Regions from separate parts of the Mus musculus genome. Here region 2 is linked to region 1. Evidence: chromatin contacts called from public Hi-C data. All regions are on one chromosome and are shown on one strand. The core of a region is the stretch at or near the end of the contact, and the rest is flanking DNA. Distances in the headings are between cores, read along the strand shown.

The links. A called contact is a pair of places that touch in the nucleus more often than the background predicts.
Region 2: a contact with region 1 is called in a Hi-C map of bone marrow-derived macrophages, with 24 read pairs. The contact joins two enhancer-like sites. A contact is called at or near these places in 1 of 484 Hi-C or Micro-C datasets (bone marrow-derived macrophages), 3 of 115 datasets of contacts at active chromatin or transcription factors (the NIH/3T3 cell line, bone marrow-derived macrophages and pancreatic cancer cells) and 1 of 9 other capture datasets (embryonic stem cells).

Annotation. Positions count from the first base shown.
Region 1 is chr5:99,198,615-99,205,383 of GRCm38.p6, reverse strand. No RefSeq gene overlaps it. Among named protein-coding and RNA genes, the nearest start is that of Rasgef1b, 51 kb to the left of the region's middle. Within about 2 kb of position 2,148, at least 28 of the 459 cell types and tissues checked have an H3K27ac peak or open chromatin away from gene starts, as enhancers often do. A contact at or near this core is called in bone marrow-derived macrophages, where this site is marked.
Region 2 is chr5:99,520,727-99,527,523 of GRCm38.p6, reverse strand. All of the region lies in intron 2 of A930011G23Rik (RIKEN cDNA A930011G23 gene), which reads left to right. Among named protein-coding and RNA genes, the nearest start is that of Gm35253, 13 kb to the right of the region's middle. Within about 2 kb of position 4,938, at least 21 of the 459 cell types and tissues checked have an H3K27ac peak or open chromatin away from gene starts, as enhancers often do. A contact at or near this core is called in bone marrow-derived macrophages, where this site is marked.

The sequences.
Region 1 (6,769 bases), core at 899-3,398:
TTGACCACTTGAAGCCCCAAAGGTCTCACTCAGTGAGACATTTCCTTCAACAAGGCAAACCTCCTAATCCTTAAGTAGTGCCACGACCTAATGACTAAACATTAAAATATATGAACCTATTGGGGCCATTCACCAGCACTGTATAAAAAGTATGTTTATATAATGGAGGAATTCGGTTGTTATTTTTCAATTTATCAAAAGTCTTGAGTATCAAAAAAAAAAAAAAAAAAAAGGAGTGTGTCTTAGTTAGGGTTTCTATTCCTGAACAAACATCATGACCAAGAAGCAAGTTGGGGAGGAAAGGATTTATTCAGCTTACACTTTCCACATTGCTGTTCATCACCAAAGGAAGTCAGGACTGGAATTCAAGCAGGTCAGGAAGCAGGAGCTGATGCAGAGGCCATGGAGGGATGTTCTTTACTGGCTTTCTTCCCCTGGCTTGCTCAGCTTGCTTTCTTATACAACCCAGGACTACCAGCCCAGGGATGGCACCACTCACAGTGGGCCCTCTCCCTTGATCACTTATTGATCCTTACAGCTGGATCTCATGGAGGCATTTCCTCAAGGGAGGCTCCTTTGTCTGTGATAACTCCAGCTTGGGTCAAGTGGACACACAAAACCAGTCAGTACCGAGAGTGATTTCTGCCTCACAGTCAAGGTCATCACTGAGTAGGTCTTAGCTATGGAGTTATAGAGGGAGGTTTGGTATAGAACTGTGACTGGGGTGGGGATGGTGTGCAGAGGGAGAAGAGCACCCGTGTGATATCGCAAATGATGACATAAGTAATGGACCTGTAGCAAGAGAATGGCTGTCGGGATGGGGGAAGAGGGGGAAGGACCAAGAACATGAATAGATAGAATGAACTCATATGGAAGATATCACTGCACGTTGGGTGGCAGGCACTGGACTTTCAGATTAAAACCGCAGAAGGTTGGAGATGTCCACTTTCTGCCGAGTCTTACCTGCTTCTCCTTTATGCTGTGCTGGCCTGATTTCCCTCGGAGCTGCTTCATTACCATTTACTCTCATCTCCTGATCTAGCCAGATAATCAAGCACAGAGATACAAATCAACTCAGTCCCCATCTTCCTGCACCCCCTCCCCATCTCTTCTCCAACTGATGCATAGCTGCACCTAGCACCACTGCTTGCCAAGGCCTTAGAGTGCAAAGTCTTCTGGCCCAAGGCTGAGGTCCCTTCCTGCGATTCTCTTCCTCTCTCTTTCGGTCTTGTTCCTCTTTGCTCTACAAAAGTTTATGGCTTCTGTAGTGGATTTTTCTGTAATGGAGAAAGAAAATCGCTAAATGTATTCAATCCATTTTAGAGGTATGCTTTCAAAATGCCATGGGTCTGAATTGCAGTACTCATGTACTTTAAAAAAGAGTTTAGACATTGTGTGCAAATGGGGTGTGCAGTAATGGAGTTTCTTTGGTTCTGGTTCTGGCTTTAGAACTGTTGTGAAAAGTATTAGCTCTCCCCTGAGTCCACACAACATGCCCCCATCATTCCTTGATAACTTTGATCTTTTACCTGAGACAACAAGTTGTCTGTGAAGATCTCTGGGGTCTGAAGAAGAAGGAAGTGTTGGAAGGAGATCAGAGAGTGGGGCACACACAGCTGAGGGGGTGGGAGGGACCCAGATGTGGAAACATGAAAGCGGTACTTGCTAGGCAATGACTAATGATATGATAACTGTCTGTAAACACAGAGTGTGTAGGTTGGGAGTGCCAACAAGTATTGCCTCACTCAGCACCAGATACAATCTGAGAAGTAGCAAGGCAGACAGAGACACAGACAGCATCCTGAAATACAGGGGTGGCAGGGATGGGGTGGGGCAGACACTGAAGAGATTTTACAAAGCCTACTTCCTCTCTACGAACAACATCCACCAATCTGTCCACCCACTCACTTATTCCCCACCCCCTTTTATCCCCAATAAACCTCAAGCTACTTACACCCCAGAAAGCCTCTTTTTCTTGCTTTTCTTCATCTAAATGCTTTTCCTGAATCCTCTCCATTGTTTCTCTCCAGCAATGCTGACCTAAGAACTGGTTGCCAAAGCAATAGCATGCTATGGTGTAAGAGCGGACGCTGACTCGAGTCTGGTGCGGGAGGGTGGAGTGAAGGATCCACAACAGCCTTGATGTTGTTCTCAAAGCTACCGTTGATCCTGGAGGCATACCTAATTCAAGAGAGTGGAGACGGTTCTGTACCACTACTGTAAGCAACACCAAACTTGTGACTCTCCTCGTGTCTTCTCTCTGTCTCCAGTGTGACAGAGTCACCCATCTTGTGATCGTCAGCATGTATCTCCAAGTACACTCACTACAGATACTGATAGCACTCCCTCTTCTCCGGAACCCAAAAAGGATCAGATAGGGCTGAGCTGGGAGCTCAGAAGAAGCCTGAAGTAGAGTTCAAGAAGGCTCGGTCAACTGTAGAGCCATGGGGGCTGAAGGCAGGAAAATCACCATATTGATTAGACTGATAATGGAGAAAGAGTGAGTGGCTTCCATGGTGCCAAGAGGTGACTGGACACCCTTCATCCAGTCCCAGAACCCAAAGCATCTTCAAAAAAATAGATTCAGAACTATCGATCCTCTGCCGTCAAAGGGACTTCACCGCCCTCATGTGGTGAACACAGCACCGGCACTGGAGTATCAGATGGGCCTTGTTTTAAGAAGTAGGAAGCGGGAAGCCATTGTATTAGAAGGCAACTGCTCAAGCTAAAGAGCTTCATTTAATTGGAGGGCCACCAGGGTTTGGAACTATTTGGGGCTCTTTCTGCTTTTATGAATTCTCAACTAGTCCTCTACTGATTTCCACTTCTTTCTCTTATAGGCAACGAGAGGGACATCTTTGGTGAAATGCTGCCATCTTGTGGGAATTGTGAGAAGAACCATGGTTTTTACCTGGCAGGTATTGTCGGCTTTTTGAGAAGCCAGGACCTTTGAAGTCAGAATTCATCCTTAGGAAAAACCATGACCGCAGTCCAATTTACCTTTGACATTAATATCTTCCTTTTGTAGAGGAAAGGAATTTGCTCCTTTAGAGTTGTAGCCTGGCCATTTCTGTGTGAATGTATACATTCCTCAGACCAGCAACACATAGGCACACACATGCACACGCGGGCGCGCGCACACACACACACACACACACACACTTCTTGCCAAAGCTTCTTGTACTTCCCCATCCCTTCAAGACGGAAAGGGGTGTCCAGCACACTTGAATTCACACCAAGTGTCTATAAGTGCTGGTCACTTCAACAATGGCGACTCACAGTCTTCCTCTGCTCTCTAGCAGACTACTCAGGTTTTCTCCAGCTTTTCCCATCATTCCATCCTGTTATCCCAACCCACGACTCCAGTAGGCATCCCTAGCAACTCGCCAGTCAAGCCTACAGAGAAGCAAGCAGACCAGAGAAACAGGTGGGTGAGCTTCAGATCTTTTTCTCCTCTCCTCCACATCCATCCTCTAATCTCGTTCCAGGTCCATAAGAGACTAGCTGTTGTGGCCTCTCCTCACTCTCTGCCCCCATTCCCAGAGGAATAAACAGATCCTAGCAGACAACACTGCTTTTTTTCCCTACTGCGGACCATCTCATATCCTGCCTCCTAGTCCATCCGAATTCCTCAGCATCAGATCCCAATACGTAGAAACACATTTTACCCAGAAACCCTAGTGGTCACTCCTGGCAGCAACCCAGAAGAATTAACTACTAGATATTACACAACTAGTAGACCCTCCTAAAAACCAGAGAGGGCAACAGAAACCAATGAATGAAACACCTATCCAACAACATAAAAGCAGATTTAAACATCTAGAATTACAATCTTCCCAAACCCTAGGTGACAGCATAAAAAACACAGTAAATAACAACTGGGACAATATGACTCCAGTAGAGTCCAAAAACCTAGGCATCCTTCTTCCAGAAGAACCCAAAAAGCATCTTGAACCGAATGGATTCAGAGCCATCGGCTTTCTGGAAGAAGTATTCCAAGCAAACAGACTTAAGAAGCAAGCTTGTGTGGCCATTGTAGTATCTAACAAAATAGCCTTCAAACTAAAATAATCAGAAAGAGATAGGGAAGGACACGACATACTCACCAAAAGAAAAATCCATCAAGAGGACATTGCAATTTTTAACATCTATGAAGCAAACTCCAAGGCACCCAAGTTCATAATAGGATTAAATACAGATGAAATCATGCATTGATCCTCACACTGATAGTGGGATACTGCAATGCCCAACTCTTGCCAATAGACAGTGAAGGGCTAACAGGGCCAAACATGGCAAGCATGGCGTTGCGCTGGCAGGTTTTGCACTTTCTCCTCCCCTCTTCTTTGTTAAACCCTTAGATAACATTCCTGAAGCTAGCCTCCAAGGGCCATTCCCTTATTTAGGCATTGACTCATTCCTGAGACTGATCACCAAGATCCAACTATCAAATCGTCAAGGTCCAGAAGTCAAAATTCATTCTTTGGTTACACTGGCTAACCTGTCCAATCAGGTCTTACCACTAGCTAACCTGTCCAATCAGGTCTTACCACTGGCTACCCTGTCCAATCAGGTCTTACCACTAGCTAGCCTGTCCAATCAGGTCTTACCACTGGCTAACCTGTCCAATCAGGTCTTACCACTGGCTAACCTGTCCAGTCAGGTCTTACCAACTCATCATAGCACAGACTTCCTTCCATTTTCTCCTTAAACATCAACTCCTGAAAAAACACAGACTTCTATCTTTGTCTGATCCAGAGGCAGTATCTTCCCTGCTTGCCAAGTCCTGTCCCATTACCCAGCAGCTTGTCTCTCCAGGGTAATTGTCTTTGTGCTGAGAACTTGGTGTCTGGGTGTTTTTGTAGACTCTGAGGAGCGCCCTTACAGAGAGGTCGTCCAGACAAAAACTAAACAGAGAAATACTGGAGCTAACAGACATTATAAACTAAGTGGACCTAACAGTTACTTGCAGAACATTTTATCCAAACACAAAAGAATATACCTTCTTCTCTACAGATCATGGAACTTTCTCCAAAATTGACCGTATACTCAGACACAGAACAAGTCTCAACAGACAGGAGAAACTGAAAATAACACCACCAAGCTGGATTATCAGCAACAAAAAGTTTACGAACGCATGGAAATGGAGCAAGTCATGAGGAGCAAGCAAGTAAGCAGCACCCTTCCATAGCTTCTGCATCTTAGCACCTCGCTACTAAGGTTGTAGTCTACCACTTCCAGACATCTTTCAGGAGCTTGGCATTAAAGAGAGGACTCCCTGTTCTTATCAAGGATTCCTCTTCTCTGCCTGATGGGGGAGCCCAACCTCCACATTCTATCGACATGGGGGAAATTCCAGGTTCAAATTCCTGGAATATGCCTCTCCATGCAAATGAGACATCTCTAATACCTAAGCCTCAGCCAATGAAACGTCACTCTAAGAAGAAGCTCCTCCCACTCTCCAGGGTTATATATATATATATATATATATATATATATATATATATATATAAAACCCTGGTTCACCCCAATAAAGTGTATTCACATAAACCCAGGTATGTGTAAAGGTATGTGCTTATGCTAAGATTGTCTCAGCTATTTCACTGAAGACCCTTGGAGAAGACCTTCCCCTCCACTAACACATTCACTCCCAGCCAGACTGGAATCCTGCAGACCCCACCCATTCATTACTCCCCTTCATCCTTCCAGACCGGTGTGCAGCAGCATCTGGACATCCTGAGAAAATAGAGAACATGGAACCACAGCTGGACCCCAACATGAATACCGCACGAATACCACACTGCATCAGCTCCTGGCTCCAGGTTCTTGGAGTTTGATTTCCTGTCCTGGCTTCCTTCAGTGATGGATTGCAATGTGGAAGTGTGAGCCAATGAAACCCTGTCCTTCGAAACTTACCTTTTTGTTATTGAAGCAATAAAATCCCTAATAAGACAGCACTCTACCAAAGGGGAAAAACAAACACCAACTCAGCTATACTGCTTTGGACCTTCAGTGAAGTTCTGCCTGTAAGATATGCTGATACAATGATATCTCAAAGCTGGGTGACCAAGAAACTAGAACTAGAAAGCCAGAGGCGTATGGTAAAACCAAATACTACTACTTTACTGAAAGAACATAGTAGCCAGGGCAGTGGTGGCACATACCCTTACTCCCAGCACTCAGGAAGCAGAGGCAGGTGGATCTCTGGTGCAGTAAATCTCCAACCCAAATATGCCCGAGCAATGAAAACACAACTCAATTAATATGAATACATGCTGTGTGCCTAGATTGGGCAGATCTACCTCTACACTACCATCTTCCACATCTATGAGACCCCTTAGAACTTGCGGTCAGCCTGGTCTACAAAGTAAGTTCCAGAACAGCCAGGGTTACACAGAGAAACCCTGTCTGGAAATACAAACAAACAAACAACAGAACCACAGCAATAAAATTATCTCTAATGACATTCTGCTCTACTCGTACATCAGTGACCACCATCATCAGAGAAGCTTCCTCCGGAGGCAGGTGGGAACACATACAGAGACCCACAGTCAGACATTATGCAGAAGTGAGAGATCAAGGAACATTTGGTCCTTAATGTAATGTCTTCATCAAGAGTCTCCTCTCAGGGTTGAGGGAAGTCCTAGAGCTGAAAAAAGAAGTGGGCACATGGCCCTATCCCTAACCCAGAAGCTAGCTCCAGTTCATAGCCACTTGCAAGTGAAAACTTTAGCTGTCTCTAAGGGTGTCTCACTGCGGACACAGACTACTT
Region 2 (6,797 bases), core at 3,689-6,188, 320 kb before region 1:
AAATACACGTCTCAGAGGCCAGCTGCACATCTGCTAGGCTCTAGCAAAGAGAATGTTGTATATACTTTTTTTTTTTTTTACATTCAAGATTAGTGCATTTCAGCTTGCTGTAGTTAGAAGAGAGCTCATCCCACAGAGTTTGGTCCTGGGATCCTGTCTAAGGGCGTCGAGGATCTGAAGAAAGGACAGACACAAGGACTGTGTGCACTCTGGTAAGGCGGCACCAGCCACCTCAGTGACTGAGAACCTCGGACTGTTTGTTCTGCACAGCACATCTGGGAGGAGGCCTCTGCAGTTGTTCTTGTAGCTCATACTGGTCAGTCGTTTGTAAACACTCATGCTTGGGACTGAAGAGGGCGTTGTCTTTTGTAGCCTCACCTAGGAGAAAAGCTTTGCCAACTTCCCCTAAGTTCAAGGCCTAGATCCTTGGCATGGCTGCCTCCTGTCAAACAATGTATTTGTTCAGAACACCACTCATGCAGGACTTTGCTCCGTAAAGAAGGTGACAGAGATGGTGGAATGTAGGTATGACTAATGTACCAAATTCCAGTCTCGGCTCAGAGGACTCCATGGGAAAGAGGTAATTTCTACAACGACTGTGTCTGACCAGAAAGGCGACAGTGTGGCTCCTTATCCTTCCCCAAACCAAAATAAACCCTCGTGGTATCAGCATGGGGGCTGGGCTGAAGGGAGTAGAAATTAACTCCAAGAGGTTTAATGAACAACCATGGCTTGTTTCTAAGACACCAGGAATGGGTCTGAGAGTTGGGAAGGTAGTCCAGCTTCAGAAAGGGACTAGGAGTAGACATTGGGATTTTCAGGTCTCTGATTCCAGCTCAGTGGCTTCATTTCCTTTGGGGCCATCTTCCTTTGCTGGCTAGAACATGTGGTGGACTGTCTGTCAACCCTGAAGTTATTAGTGCTGAGCTTTGTCGAGAGACTCCTGGTTTCAAGCCTGGGTGGATGCTTTGGACGGAATATTTAGCCTAGTCGATCAGTGATGACCCAAGTCCAGGAAAGAAGGCCTTCGAGAGCCACAGTGGACAGATGTATCATGGACAAATTAGTTTCTTCCAGGAATCACATTGGAAGAGAAAGAACAGGGTTGGCATACCACACACCTAGGCTCATTTGTGAATATCTTCCTTTATAAAGATTTATTTTTTTGTCATATGTACACGTGCCTGCATGGATGTTGTACGCATATCCTCTGTGTGCCCTGTGCACGCAGAGGACAGAAGGCAGCACCCAATCACCCACACCTGGAGTCACAGACAGTTTTGAGCCTCCATGTTGGTTCTAAGAACCAAATGTGGTTCGTCTACAAGATTAGCAAGTGCCTTCAGCTGCCCGAGCCATCTCTCTAACCCCTACTTATGAAAAATCGGATTTCTGTCTTTACTCTTTTCTTTGCCCTGATCTGTGGGGCAGCCATTATTACCACATCCCTGGGAAACAGACTACAGTGAGATCTTTCAGGAAACAATAGACAGTGTGATCACTCGTCCCCCTACTTTCCAATCTGCTTACCCCGAAAATTAAAACAAAACCAAAATAAACTAAGTGAGTAATAATAATATAATTAGATCATTGCTTAGCTCTCAGGAATGCAGACACAGCCTTGGAAATGGTTCTTGAGACACAGCCTTTCTTATCTTGGGAAAGCAGATGGTAGGTCGGTGGTAAGACTGTATATCAGGTTAACATTCTGATGTGTGAGCATGGTGCTTTAACTTCATGGTGTCCTTGGTGAGTGCACCACTCAAGGTTCTGGCTCCTTGAGCATCCTCCGGGTCAGTCTTCTAAGAAAACAAGGAGGAAAGGCTCACATTGCATGTCCCTCTCCTCCAGGGAGAGAACATAGAGATCCAGACAGAGACTCAGGCAAATGCAGAGGAATGTGGATTCACACTGAAACACTGCTGAGCCCATTCAGTGGTTCACTAATAAATATACAATTATTTACAGTCACATTTATTAGGTTTTTCTCTCCGTTCTCTCTCCCTCCACAGACCTTTAAGTGATGACCATTGCTCTGTTCTTCTAAGCTTTAGCTGCTGTGATAGTCATTTAACTAGCAATACCCAGATAAGAATGCTGTATATATGATTAGGTGAATCTTATTTGACAACTTGAATTTTAAAAAGCCAATGGGGTGGCGGGTATCCCAATGAGTTTGAACTCTGACTTAAGTCTCAAAGTGAGATATTGCTCGGAGGTTAATTTTCCTTCACAACCACCCTGATCCATGTTCTCAGAGGGCTTTGCAAGTTGTTCCCAGAGACTATATCCAGATGCCCTTAAAGGGTGCATGGAAGTGAACTTCAAAGTGAGTTTTCTTAGTTGCTCTATCTCATGTGTCTTTCAATGGGCTCCGTAAAGGACAGTTGGGCAAATGAAGTCTTAGTGAATGGGTTCAGAGGTTCGTGGGAAAGGATGATTGACAGAACAAGAAGTAATTCAGTGTGTCTTGGCCCATTATCTCCTCTTTCATAAGCAGTTCGAAGCAGCAAGATCTTTGTTAATTTTTTTGTTTTGTTTTTGTGCTTTTTGTTCTTTGTTTTTTGTTTGGCTTTTGACAGGAAGAGGCTGTGTGCGATTATTTTCAGTGTGCCAGTGGTTTCCAAAGTTGGTTATGTAAGAAAGATTTATCTCAAAGTGTTTGATAAAATTTAAAACTGAATAGGAGTCTTCAAGGTAAGATGTCACCTGCCTGACATGCTGGAGAGTCTCAGGGAGTGAACAGGCAACACTGTTGCCCACCAGAGACCATCAGGCACTTAGGGAGACCAGAAACGGGAGACCCGCCTGCCCTACCACCCGTCGCAAGCACACAAAGGACCTTTGGGAATATTTTTATTATGTCAAAGTAGATATAAGAATGCAGATCTAGCAGGAGTAGGAGATACAGTGTTTTATTTATTTATTTTGTGTGGGGGTGTTTTGCCTGCATGGATGGCTGTGTATTATGTACATGCCCGGTGCCCACAGAGGTCAGGAGAGGACACTGAATCGCCTGGGCTTGGACTAAAAGACAGGTGTGAGTGGCCTTGTATATGCTAGGAGTTGAACTCAGGTCTTCTGCAAGAGTAGCCAGTACCAATATATATATTTGCTTATGTATATTCTGGATATTTCTGTGAATCTTTTGAGATTAATATTTAGGTAAGATTAATACTCAAAGTTGATTAAATTCTGTGATATTTGGGGGCCTCTGTCCCTCAGCTAAAGACCTTGGCAGGGCGGCAGACAGAGCTCTTCTGAGGCAGAGAAAAACTCTTACCTTGTGTTTCTTCTAAGAGTGCTAATATGGAAGTCAGAGTTCCATTATTTAAGCAGAAAAAGAAAAGGGAAATTAAAGTAAAAAGAGTTGCTGACCTTGAGAGGGCCTGTAGTTCTGGGGGAAACAAGGGAGCCGTCAGGGGCTCTTTTTTATTTTTTTATTTTTTTATTACTTCCTTTGAGGTGCTGTGTTTTGAATGTACAAGTTTATAAGAGGTGCTTTAGCAGAGGCCTTTGGTCCTGGGAAGGTTCGATGCCCCAGTATAGGAGAATGCCAGAGCCTGGAAGCAGTGTGTTGGGGAGCAGAGGGATGGAGAGGATAGGGAATTTTCAGAGGGGAAACTAGGGAAGGGATAACATTTCAAATGTAAATAAAGAAAATATCTAAAAAAAAAAAAGAAAAGAAAAACTTGGGAGACTGGAGGGAAAGATGAAATGAAGTATATGGGTCGAGCTTTTTTTTTTTTTTTTAAATTGGTTATTTTATTTCCATTTCAAATGTACCCCTTCCTAGTTTCCCCTCCACAATTCCCCCATCCTATCCCCCTTCCCTTTGCCTCTATGAGGGTGCTCCTCCACCCACTCACCCACACCTGCCTCACTACTCCAGCATCTCCCTACATGGGGGCATCGAGCCTCCACAGGACCAAGGGCCTCCCCTCCCCTTGATGCCAGAGAAGGATCAAGCTTTAACAAGCATTAAGCTGTGAGCTCTAGCTGGCTCAGTCTCTGGCCAGTTTGAACTATGTGAGAAGGCCAATATTTGAGTATGTCTGCCTTGCTTTTAAAAGGGCCATTTCACATGGCTCATGCTAAAGGAATATACTGTGTTTTCAATATAACGGGTGGGAAGGGACATTTCTAGATTCTTTCCCACAAGGATGCTTTCCTTGGCTTGGGATCAGTGGCCCTGAGGTCATTGGGGTAGGATGAGGTAGGGACAGTTCTATACGCTGTGCAAGGAGTACATACATTTGGGCAGTGATTATCCTAGGATGTATTTTTGCCACATTAAAAACATTAGCATTTGAAAAATACAATGCAATGCCGTAAGATCACAGATACAATCTCTCACCCTTAGCATGTCTCCTCTCACAGCACACCATTCCATACAGACATCCCCCACCCAGCTATTGATGTGTTGCTTAACGTCCACTATGTCTGTAGATGTGGTATTGACTCATTTCTGGCATCCCCGGGAGATCCCCAGTATGGCAAGATCCACGACTCTGCAGTAGTTCCTGCTGTTTGGATAACACTTGACGGTTTAGGAAACTCATTTTCCTTTCCTTTCCCTGATGCCCAAACATCATGGCACACATCGTTGTTCTTGTGTTTATGATGGGGAAGATGTAATCCAGATGGATTAACTTGTCAAGATTTATAGGACTTAATGGAAGGGGCTGGACCTCGTCTGGGCCCTGCTGCTTCCCATCAACAGATGAATGCCAAACTGTCTACAGCTCCTCCTCCTGTCAATAGATTCCCCCAGTCTGTGCACTCCTTCAACACTGGGCCATAATTTGCTTAGCGAGAAGGAGACTATGAACATCTAGGAGGCTTTGTTTCCAAGTGGAGGATGGGGCTCTCAGCAGCTTCTTGTGAGCTCTAGGGAATGAGCTCAGCACCCCAGGCTAGTGCTCTTTTTTTGGAAACAGTGCTGACCTTGTTCATGCTTTGAAACCACAGCTATCTGATAAAGCAGAGCTGGAAGTGTGGTATCACAACAGCCGAGTATTCCCCCATTTGCAGGATGTGTTAAAAAAAAAAGGCATCCAAACATCCATGAGGCATGTTACATAGGAAGCTAAATTTAGAATGTGTTTGAGTATGTCTGACTTGCTTTTAAAAGGGCAATTTCACATGGCTCATGCTAAAGGAATATACTGTGTTTTCCTTCCTACTGTGTAGGAAGAACATCTGTTAAGGACTTCTTCAGGACCCATCTGAGGTGCTGGAGAGTCTTAGGGAGTAAGCAGGCAACAATGTTGCCCACCAGAGACCAGCCAGGCCCTTCACAAAGGTGAAGGGAAACTTCCCTTCTGTGAGGAGTGGATTGACCGCAAGTCTTCCAGAACCTGCTTTGAAATGCCCAAGGCATGGGCAGAGCCTGACCCTAGGTTAGAGAATACACTATGTGCATGTATAAAAATGCCAAAGAAAACACATTATTCTGTTCATTAATTTGCACTAAGAATTCCATATAATTCAATAAGGAGAAGATATTTCTATTTATAGGGTTTTTTTTTTTTTAGACATTTTTTTCTAGTTCAAAAAAAATTGGGGAAATAAAAAGATCAGCAGAAATTCTTTGTGGTCACAGGGTGCCTCTGTAGCACAGGCAAAATTACAGGCCTCTCTTCTCTCCCAACCTCTTTTTTTCCATGTTCAGTACCTTTGCTGGTATTTCTCTTTGAAGGGGAAAAATATGCAGTTCTTTTTTGTTATTTGGTTATCTGAATCTCTTGCTGCTACTGTAGAAATCAGCAGAGAAATGTTCCGAGTATTGCAGCTATAATTTCCATTTAGTTCACTAGTTCTATAATTATGTATTTTCTTTCTTGTGCATTTATTTTTTAGGCTTTTGCCTAGACATTTATAGCAGCTACGTTCTTCCTGGCTCAGTGCCACAGGGAAAATTCTGGCACAAAGCAGACATTAGCTGACTAGACTACAAGATCCTTCTCTTCCACACTAGTCGCCACTTCTTTCTGCCCACACAATCTTTGGGCCTTCAAAGAGAAAACAAACCATTTACCTGCAAGGCAGAGGGAAGGAAGGCTTGCGACATTTTTGCCTTGCTGGGTGTGCTGTGTAAAAGATCTCAGTGTTACTTTCAGGAGCTACTCTGTAACTAAGCTTTGCAGTGGAACTGGAACCTCAGGACACCAGACCTGAGACCAGCCTTGAGCCACAGGATCATAGGTCCCTCCCATTGTTGGAAGAACAACTAATACAATAACTGAGAAAAGACTTTATAAGCTATAAAATGCTACATGGGCTTCTGCTGAGGTGATGCTGTGTTGAGCTGAAGATGTTCACTATCTGGCTCAAGGAAGATAATGTTTGCTGACTTCTAATTTGTGTTTTGGCAAAAGCAAAAGTCATTGTAAAGTCTCCCTGTGAACATCTCTGCGTCATCCACCACTGCTGGCACAGACCCCTTGGCACACTGGTGGGGAGAAATGTTGTGCTTCTTAAAGGACCGATGGGAAATACAATCAATCAAGAGTTTGAAAGAATCACATCCGTTTCAGTCACTGCAGACAGCTGTGATGGGTACGGGCAGTATCGACTCCCCAAGCTCCTAAAACCCAGTCAAAGTTCTCCTAACTTAAAATTGTCTTTGCTCATATTTTATGGCCTTCGCGGGGACATAAAAGCACAGGGATGGAGCTGGGAGTCCAGGTCATTTGTATAGCCTTCGCCTAGAATGGCCGGGGCCTTGGGTTTGATCCTCAGCCCTCTTGAAAACAAAACTAAAGCAGAAATATACCAGTTTACATGACCCGAGG